Linked DNA regions of Mus musculus: region 2 is linked to region 1. A link is a contact called in public Hi-C data. All regions are on one chromosome and are shown on one strand. The core of a region is the stretch at or near the end of the contact, and the rest is flanking DNA. Distances in the headings are between cores, read along the strand shown. Region 1 has its middle 49 kb from the start of Gm25800. Region 2 overlaps Efna5 (ephrin A5).

Region 1 (4,936 bases), core at 316-2,815:
GAGGTGTAATCATTCCGTGACCTTGATTGTCCCTGGCACATTGGCTTCTAGTTCCAGTTCCTAGCCTAGTGCCAACTCAACAAGTACGTGTCCAATGAATCAGGGATGAATTGGCGTTGAGAAAGACACTTTACTTGGTTCTGCCACCACACGACAGAGCATTCAGTACCCGCAAGACACAAATGTAACCGGTGTCGGTATCAGTGTAACACAGGTTGGTATTGGTCAGCACGAGGCAACATTGCAGACACCGCTCAGAAAAACCGCATCTTGGGTTGACGGAATAGTACTCCCATGATTCCTTGGGAACAGGAGGTCTCTGGTGGGCGTGCTAAAACTGCTGCTCCCGCATGTCAATCAAACTGAGATTCCGTAAAACAATTCAGTCCTGTGCCTGGAGCTAATGAAGGGACAGGAGAAGCCGTTCCAGTTCCTTCCACCAGCCACGAACCCATCTCCTGCAAGTGTCAAGGACAACGCTTTCAACAAAGTCCCAACACACAGAAAGGGAGTAAAATGCTAATCTGTCAGAGTAAATACTTGTTCCTGGAAAAGGTCTGTATGTTTGGAAGAAGACTGCTTTCATTTCCCAGGGGTTTCCAGGACCCAAAGCTTTTGCATTGATCTCATTTGATCAGAACACTGTGCTATGGGCAGGGCAGAAGTTCCATCTGTGTTTTAAAGGTGAGTGAAGTGGGTCCTTGGGGTAGATAGCAGCCTGGGGGTCAACAGTGATGTCAAAGCAGTCTGACTCCTGACTCGGGCCCTTTCAACACCCCATCCTGATTCTTATCTCCAGATGGATGAAGATTCATTTGACCCGGGCTTACGGTCTTGGTGCTATCTCTCCTGCCTTCGCGATACCTGCCAAACTCTGTTATCTCAGAGACTTGCTATTTAAAAAATGGCCACCGAAAGCTAAACCTAAGGGGTTGGAAGGAAGGAAGAGACTGCTGAGAGATCAACTCTCTTTCTAGTGGCCCCAGTGAGGTTCATTTGCAGTTTCCGACGACGGTACCCACAGTGACTATCGTTTTCAAGCTACACTGATAAGCTAACTGTGAAACAAAGGAGCACACAGACTAATAAGAGTGTTTAGAGAAAATTAACATCTGGGCAATTTATTGCTAAATCTAAACTCCTCAAACTTTGCATCCAACACATTCTAATCGTAGCCTTAATTCCAATCTTTAAAAAAAAAAAAAAAAAAAAAAAAGCTTAACCTGTCTCTTCTCATAGCAAAACATTTACATAAACAACCCAGGAACTAATTTTGTTTCCTTGTTTTGTTTTTGTTTTTTTTTTTTTCCTTTATTCAGTTCCTAGGAAAAGGACTTGAATACTAGAAGAGGTGAACAGAAATGAATACCCAGCTTGCATCTCAATCATGCTGTTTATATGGATTAGTCATGTGCCAGCACCTCACATTCCTTACGTAGGTGTTCAATAATATTTGTTGAATGATTGACAGGAGCAATGAGCACACAGTGTCTTCGTCCCGGTGTGTGACTTCCAGCAGAGAAGTAGAGGGTCATGAAAACCATGGCCTTTAACAGAAAGGTTCTAGTGATCACTACTAAATCACCAGATGACTCAGGCCAGTAGGTCTGACTCACCCCACGGGGCTTCTCAACAATAGAGTTAAGAATGTAAAATCATCTCTTGAAGTTACTTCCAGGGCTAGCATTGCGTAGCTCTAGTTTGAAAAACTATCTGCCAAAGAAAAATATTACTCTCACCAGAAAATAAATATGATTGAAGAGCGGTCCCAGACAGAGGCTTAGATTTCAGCTTTAAATGTGTCTGGGGGGTTTAGAATCTTAACGATTATAATTGAAGACAATGAGGACTTCCTGGATCCTAACAGACACTGCTTTTAGCACATTATCACCTATTACAGCACCCTATAAAGGGACTGAGGTGGAGACACTGGAGGAGGCTCTAAGGAAAACTAAACTTCATATCTTATTCTCTCTCCCTCACCCACTACCTCACCGACTCCCCACCCCTGTTCTTTAACAAAGCAGATTTAGAAAAGGAAAAGGTATCTATAATGAACTATTTTGAAATTCCAGAACCTGGGGAAAGATGTCTATGAGTCTCTAAGCATACAAAAGAGAATAGCCTAGAAAAGCAAATGTGTGGAAGTGGGTCCCTGCACAGAATTCTGAATTTTTAGAGGAAGTGGCAACTCAAGCAAGAATTTCAAGCATGCATGCACACGCTTACAGACACACACACACGGAAAAGAGCTGAGATCCCAAGAAGTATGCTGCACCAAAGACCTCAGAGATGGTGAATGGATTCCCTCAGGTTCTGAGCAGAGTTGGCCACAGGAACAGGGTGCCAGGCAGAAACTCTAACCAATAGGAGCCCTGAAGAGGAAGAAGTACTAAAGCCCTGCAAAGGACTAACCTTTAACCAGCGTCCTCTGCCTGGGCCAACACACCTGGCAGTCCAGACTTGCTGGTACCACCGTATAGCACTTAAAAGAACCAGGCAACGGTGTGAGAGAGGAAGGACTCCATGGGCAGAGAGCCAGTAAGAGAACATAACAAGGGAATCATGTAACTCCAACTGTGATCTTCAAAGACTTCCTTTTTTCCCAATTCCTCCCACAGCAAGCCTTCCCATCTCTTTTTTTTTTTCTCTACAGAGGCACACAGAAATTTTTATCTAACATGTCCTAAAATACAAGCTAGATTGAAAAACAAAAAACAGAAAGAAAATAATAGACCCCACCTGAATATTCATATGTGAAGATAAGTTTTCAGAAAATTAAAATACGAAAATCTCAGTGTGGTGGTACACACTTAGGATTTCCAGCACTGGGTGTCAATCCAGTGAAGAAATGAAGGAATTAATAAACAAGACAAAGTGTAAGAAACAATATACCCATCTTTCCCATCACTCTCTTTGAAGTTACTGTCTCTTGTCTTGCCTGGCATCCTCAGTATACAGCACCTTTGTGTCTTTTCCTTCCTATTCATTATGTGGCGCCAAGGAGACCTTTCTGAGCGAAACCACACGCCACTGGCTCTTCTCAGATCCCTTCCTTGAACCTAGAACACAGTTCAGAGTCCTTACAGTGCCTTACAAAGTTTCGACTACTCAGCTCTCTCCCTCTGCAGACTCGCTTCCAGCCTACTTTTGTAGTTAGGCTCCGTGTGGTGGCTCTCAATCTGTGGGTCATGACCCCTTTAGGGTAGACTGACCCTCTCACAGGGGTGACCTAAGACCATCGGAAAACACAGATATTTGCATTGCAGTTCATAACAGTAGCACAATTATCTATGCCTTGGTGGGTGTCATTGCCTTACTTCCCATAGGCCAATGGTTCTAGGCCTTCCTAATGCTATGACCCTCACGGTACGGTGATCCACAACCATGAAATTGTTTTGTTGCTGCTTCAGAGCTATAATTTTGGTACTGTTATGAATTGTAATGTAAATAGTTTTGGAGACACAGGTTTGCCAGGGGGATTGCAACCCTCAGGCTGAGAGCCACTGTCCTATACCACAATGCTTCCTGATTGGGGATTTACCTCTGCCCTGTCTTCTAGAGGGTTTGTCTCTCCTTTCTGCCTATTTTATCTCCTGCACCCCTTCTCAAAGCCCCATTCTCCCCTCCCCTAACGTACACCCTTCTCTGCTCTCACCAAGTCCATACCTCATCTGTTCCCATAGCACTCTGCACTCATCCTTCACACTTCCCTCACTTTTAGGCTGATAGGTAAACATGTCGCTGGTGGAATTATTGACTATTGATAACCTGAATACATCTTGGAGACTCTATCTGTTCCCACCGTTGTTATCCACAGCATCTAGATCTGGGCAGATAAACGATAGGTCCTCATTAGCAGCATCTTCAGTGAATGATGGATATCTGTGATTCATCTCCCAAATCTTTCTCAGGAGATGGAACGTCAAACACACTACTCAAAAGCCTCACATTGCTGAGCCAGAAAAGGTACTCTTGCCTCCAGACTTCTTAGAGCATCATCCCAGGCATCCTGCCCTAGCACACGTAACTCTAAAGCTTGCTCAGGTGCCAAATCACAGGATCCAGTTTCACAGCTGGACAAAAAGGTGATTGAGATGAGAGACAATAGGAATTATTCATTGGGTCCTATGAACAGTGGAGTATGAGTGAGAAATTGAGAAATCAGAGACTAGTGCTCCAAAGCAATACCAATGGGTGGGTGGTGTGGGCAGCATATTAACACAGAGATGACAGTCGGGTCTCATTGCTAAGTCTTCTATACACACACACACACACACACACACATAGGCACAGGCACAGAGGATGAGACTCAAAAAAAAAAAAATCCACACATACCTGGCCAGTAGCTAATTAATAGAAAAAGTTCTTCTAAGGGCCAAAGTTTAATTGAATTGATTTTGGATCAGAAATTCTTTTTGGAGGGGAAGAGGAGGTATAATGAGACTGAAGATGGGAAATAGATTTTATTGATGTTTTTGTATTTGGGGTATTGTACTTATCTACAGTTGATTTGTTTTGTTTTGTTTTTTCCTTAAGGTCAAGTACTAAAAATGATGATGGTGGTGGTGGTGGTGGTGATGATGAACAAACTAGAAGCCACAGAAACGGCTCATGCCTGGTAAAGTGCTGAGAGTCGGAGATGAGAGAAGACTCCATGCTGGCACTCATGCTGGCACTTCTCCTCAGCCAGATCACATCTTGGACACAATCCGTCTTTTCAAGCAGTGCCAGTGGAGATGAGGAGGTGTGAATTCAAGGCCAAGGCTGAAGCCCAGGTTGATGCACACAAAGCTTAGGGCTGCCTCAGCCTAAACAGAGCTGCCAGATCCTTTTTATATTTCCTCTGAAAGGAGCACAAAGTTTCAACTCGAAACTGGAGGGTTATTAGTTTCCCTACCAAAAGAAAAAGCGTCTCAAATGTGGGATTCCACAT
Region 2 (5,159 bases), core at 1,014-3,513, 100 kb after region 1:
GAAGTCTCAGATGTTGGGAGAAGAGGGGAGAGGACTAACTATATCTTTGAGGCTGGCGACTCCGGTCACATGGTTCAGGTGAGAGCAGACTCCAGTTGCCTCCACTCCAAAGGGACCAGGTAAGTAAGCCCAGCTTACATTCCAACGTGCGTACAACTCTCTAGGGTGCAGTTCGTTCACAGCTGCCTTCCACTCACATATTTTTCTAATTTGAAACCACTCGAAATTCTAAGCAATTTCCGATCCATGAAGTCCATCTATAATGTGAACTCTTTTTTTTACATATACATCTTAAAAACGAATATATAAAAAATTCCATATTTTTTAAACTGGAATGCTTTCAATTTTCCACATTACATGATCATTGCATTTACTGACTTGCTTGTTTACAAAGGCATGGTTTCTATTGATGTCGTGCAATAGCAAAAATAGGCTAGATCACTTTTCCATTGGTCTGACACTATTCCCTGTCTCGCTTGGCTTTGGGGTTTAAAGCTCCCGACACCCCACAAGGAGACCCCCACTGCTTGTGTTTCCTGGCAATCAGCTGGAACCAACCCCTCGGCCATGCTAAGTTTCTTTCAACAGGGTCATCCCATGTTCATTCTTCTGCCCCAAACCCCACTATGAAACAAGATAACCCCCTGTGTTTCTAAATGTACCAAGGGATACCACTTTTTCTCACAAGTTTAAATAGGACAAGCATATATACTCACTCTCAGCATAAAGTATATCTAAATAATGTATTTTCTATTCTAGTGGATTTTTAAAAAAATATTTTGTCAAAGTCTTTGGGACTCCATCTTGTTTATCTCCCACAGATAAACACGCGTTTCCCCCTACGCTTTAGGCTGTGTCAGAAAGGGAAAGGATAGAACATCAACACTTGAATTTCTTATTCCAAAATTTGGAATTTGTATTCCAAATTTCCCTTTAGCCCTCCCAAGTAGTGCTGACTGACTCTCCTGGTGATAGGGGTCTGTGTCTGAGTCCCCTGTGGTCACGGAGCAAGGAGCAGAACGTGGGTATCGGGGTGGGAATTGGGGAAAGGCCACAGCACACTGGAGCTCCAGCAAAGCCAAATTGCATCTCCTCTGGTCAGACTCTCTTTCCTTGTACATATTGTCCCCAGAGGAGTAGCCAAAGCTATTCCACTCTCTACTCATCAACCCTGGCTTGGCAGCCTTGGGGAAGGTCACTTTATTCATAAAAATGCCTCTTTGAAGTCCTAAAAAGAAAAAAAAAGTTGTAGCACCATGGTGAACTGTATTCAAAGATTTAAAAAAAAAAAGAAAAGAAAAGAAACCCTCAGGTGTGCACTGCCCGGTCCTAAAAAGTTAGAGGCACTCACACCTCCAGCAACAGATCATTTTCTCAATATCCACACTTCCTCTTATTAGCATCCCTGCATCATCCAACCTTCCTCCTGGGAGAAAAGGCTTCTTCAACACAGCCCAAGTTTTGCTGGCAAAAAAAAAAAAAAAAAAAAAAAATGCTTTAAGACAGTCCCATTTGATGAAATAAAAACTAGTATCTGAACCTTTGCAAAGCCTGCTCACTTCCACACTCCTAGAGGATGTGGGATAGTATTAGGCCTATTCTTAACTCCGCCCCCTCTGGACTCGACAGGCCAACACCAAGCTCCACACAATCACCTTACTGTCCTGACCGTGAAGGCATAAGTATTGTATAGGAGAGGGCACCCCTCTCAGGCCTGGACATTGCAGGCAGCATCTGCCGCCATTCTTTCTTGTGTGCATATGGTGGATACCCTGAACCTAAGGAGGTGAGCTCTAGAAAACGCACAGGAGGCCAAGACCTGCTGCTGTCACTCTGACAATCTGGCATTTTTATCTGGACTCCGTTTGATTGGGAAGGGGATGAGAGGAGTCAAGGGCAAGGGCTTAGGGGTAGGGTGGGGTGAAGGAGGCAGCAACTGGTTTACCCCCCCCCCACCCACCCAACAACCCCAAGTTGTTGCTTAGAAATCAGGCTGAAGGAAAGAAAACAAAAATCTGACATCTGCCAAAAACCAATAACAAGTCCCTTCTTGGGATGAGCAGTTAGGTGGATCTCTGGTGTTCCAAGACCCTGACATTTTCTGTGACAGGCGACGGGAGGAGACTGTGCTATAATGTCAAAAGCATCGCCAGGAGGAACAGTAGGATTGCCAAAAGGCGGCTGGGTATCCTTGGTGTCTGCGCCGCGTTCTCACCGCGGGATGGCTCGGCTGACTCATGTACGGTGTCATCTGTTCAAATAGAAAGCACACATTCCAATGAGATTTCACATCCTTAATAACTCTCCTGCAGCAGCCTGCTGTTAACAGACCTCGCCACCCTCTGCAAAGTAGGGTAATGAACCCTGTGCCACCATTGACTTTCATGTCTGCATAATCACTCATTATTTACAGCAAACAAAGGAGAGGCAGGGGAAATTGGACTTCCTTCACAATATTTATACTCTGCCTTGAAGCCAAGGGGGAAACTGTGCATACAGTATAATATTCGCTGCAGAAGCTACTCGGATGGGCTACTGGGCAGATGCACTTTGCACAAACTGGGGGGAAGCATCTTTAAGCCTGAAGTACTACGGGCGGAAGTAACACGCTGGAAGGGACGGGGAAGAGTTATGTGGGCATATTAGTGGTTAACCAGACCTGGCTGCTCATTCTCTTTCTTTTAGGCATTTCACAGGATTAGTGTTGAATGTTTGCTTGCTTGGTGCCTACGTGTATTTTCAAATGTGAAAAAAAAAATTAAATGCCAAGACAACAACAGTATTTTAAATAAACTATATATAATACCCAGGAAACTTCAGAAATCCCATACCCACTGGGCTGCCTACAATTAGGAATCAATTATGGTACTATTTCCATTACAGGCCCTGCATCTCCCAGATTAAATTACTTGAACTTGACTATTCTTATTTTTATCAGGCTGAGGCTTGGCACATAAATTATCAGTGTGGATGCAAATTTTCCTCTAAATAAAATGGATTAAGTGAGTTAAGCTTCTTTTATTTAGCTATAAAGTGTTCTACGAGGCTGCCTCTGACTCTGGATCGCCTCCCTGATCTGCATGATTAACAGGCTTAACTTTGAAATGGGAACTTTGCAGTAATTAGTGCCCAAAGATAGATTGGAGGCCTGCCCATGAGCCGTACGATTCTCTGATGTGGCCCATCTCCTTCCTCCCATCTGGCCTAGCTTATGCTTTTAGCCTAGATGACCTCTGGACATGTTTCAGGAGCTGACGATTGGCCTCTGAGCAGATTTCATTTCGGCATCAGGGGGACTTCCCGTGGGAAGACAAGAATTGCTACGTGGGATTTGCTGACTGGTGAATAGAGAGAGCAGTAACAAGTGAGACTCCACTATTTGTTCTCAATTATGTAGACCCTACAAGATAATCCCCTAACATCCATCAGTGTTACTAAGTGCTACTCCGTGCCTCTTAATAGATTGTCCATTACTTTAACTTCATATATATTCACCTACCACACACATCATAATAAGGGCATGTTTCCTTACTGGGGAGTGCCATACTGTCTATTATATGCCTTAGAGGGAACTCTTTTTTGGCTCACACTTTCTGGAAGTTTCTGCTCATCCCCTTCACATCCCATGTGAACTAAGAAACATGCGTTCTCAGAATTAAAGTCTTCCGCCCCAGAAGGATCTTATCATTTCAGTGGGTCCTGCTGGAGGAGCCCCTGCAGCCCTTTGTTTAATCTGTTCTCCTTTCCTGGATGTGAGCAAACCCGGAGAGATTGCTTTTAGCTTAGGAGACTAGAAAAGGTTAGGGAGCAAGAACAGGAAGGTAAATCCCGCCCAGCGTAGCCGAGTACGTGTGGGCCCTCATCCTTTCTCTGCTCTTTTTTCAGCCTTGGTAATGCATTAATTAAATCTGTAGTTAACAGGAGGCAGAAGTAAAGGCCCCTAATAGCCCTGAAATTAAAATCCAAATCACATTCTTAAGAGCACCAATATGGTGTCAATCAAAACAATGGAGCACTTCAGGCTTAATTATAAAAGAACCATAAACCCGGAGGATTCCACAGCTCATTTTGAAACATCACTTATATTTATACACCTGAAATTACACCACCTACTGGGGTTCTTCTCCACCCTTTTTGCAATAATACATCACTCAATCTTTCTCCTTGTGAGGCTTGGAAATGTACTGTTAAGAAGATGCCCAAGCGAGACTTCTGCAGTCTGGGCAAGCATGCAGGGCAGGACTTCACTGCTTCCCACCCCTTGCAGTGGCTCAGCCAGGGCTATCCATTGTCCCAGGGTCACTCAGCTCAAGGCACAGTGAAGGGACTTTGCGGAATAACTGAATTTTTCTTCTAAGTGAAGCGTAAGTTTGAGTGGACCTTTCAAACCTTGCATCACAGATAATGTTTGGAATTAGCATTTCTGAGAGCTGTATTGTCAGTTATTACTTTAGCCTCAAATACATTCCCCTACCACACACACCATAGTAAGGGTATGTTTTCTTACTAGGAGAATCATACTCCCCTGTGTTTCCCTCAAGTGAGAGAACCCTCTTGTCCCTACAATATGATGCGCATGAGTCGGGAGTCTGCAAGGCATGCTTTGATTAAAACAGGTCCTTGACGGGGCACTCTATACATCACCATCGTCACCCACACCCCTTACCCCTGACACTGAATAAGAAACTGGCTACCATTTGGATAACTAGGGAGGAAATTTCAGAATTCTAAGTTGAAACTCCTAAGTAAAAAAAAAAAAAAAAAAAAAAAAAAGAAATCTATCCTAATCAAAATTAAACCTACATATGAGAGATTATTAATACTTGTAATAGTGAGTGTGGCTTGGCAGAAGAAAATGTTCCTCTTTAGAAGCCAAATGGAGTCTTGCCTCTTAGTTACAGGATTCCACCACACAGGGGTTTCGGTGGCTAACTGAGAAGACTAATGCTATTTTGGAGCATGTAATGTGGCATATGTCTGCCCTGAGATCATCCTGCATCCCTGAAGGTAGGAAACTGGCAGGCAGCGTGTGCAAGCAAACAATAAAGACAAATGCATTCCACAGACAGGTGAATTAGAACACATTGCTGAGAACATGCAGTAGACCCTTTCAGGCTCGCTGGGTCCCTAAAGCCTGTGTGTGCATCTAGTGCTGGTGG

What was found. A called contact is a pair of places that touch in the nucleus more often than the background predicts.
Region 2: a Hi-C map of the C2C12 cell line shows a contact between it and region 1, with 2.2 times the contacts expected there. The contact joins two enhancer-like sites. A contact is called at or near these places in 3 of 39 promoter capture datasets (liver, pre-B cells and second pharyngeal arch cranial neural crest) and 2 of 484 Hi-C or Micro-C datasets (the C2C12 cell line and Sertoli cells).

Annotation. Positions count from the first base shown.
Region 1 is chr17:62,503,271-62,508,206 of GRCm38.p6, forward strand. No RefSeq gene overlaps it. Among named protein-coding and RNA genes, the nearest start is that of Gm25800, 49 kb to the left of the region's middle. Within about 2 kb of position 1,566, at least 32 of the 459 cell types and tissues checked have an H3K27ac peak or open chromatin away from gene starts, as enhancers often do. A contact at or near this core is called in the C2C12 cell line, where this site is marked.
Region 2 is chr17:62,605,213-62,610,371 of GRCm38.p6, forward strand. Efna5 (ephrin A5) reads right to left here. Exons shown (of 5, transcript NM_207654.2): 5 at 1-2,251. The coding sequence ends at 2,130. Among named protein-coding and RNA genes, the nearest start is that of Gm25800, 150 kb to the left of the region's middle. Within about 2 kb of position 2,264, at least 50 of the 459 cell types and tissues checked have an H3K27ac peak or open chromatin away from gene starts, as enhancers often do. A contact at or near this core is called in the C2C12 cell line, where this site is marked.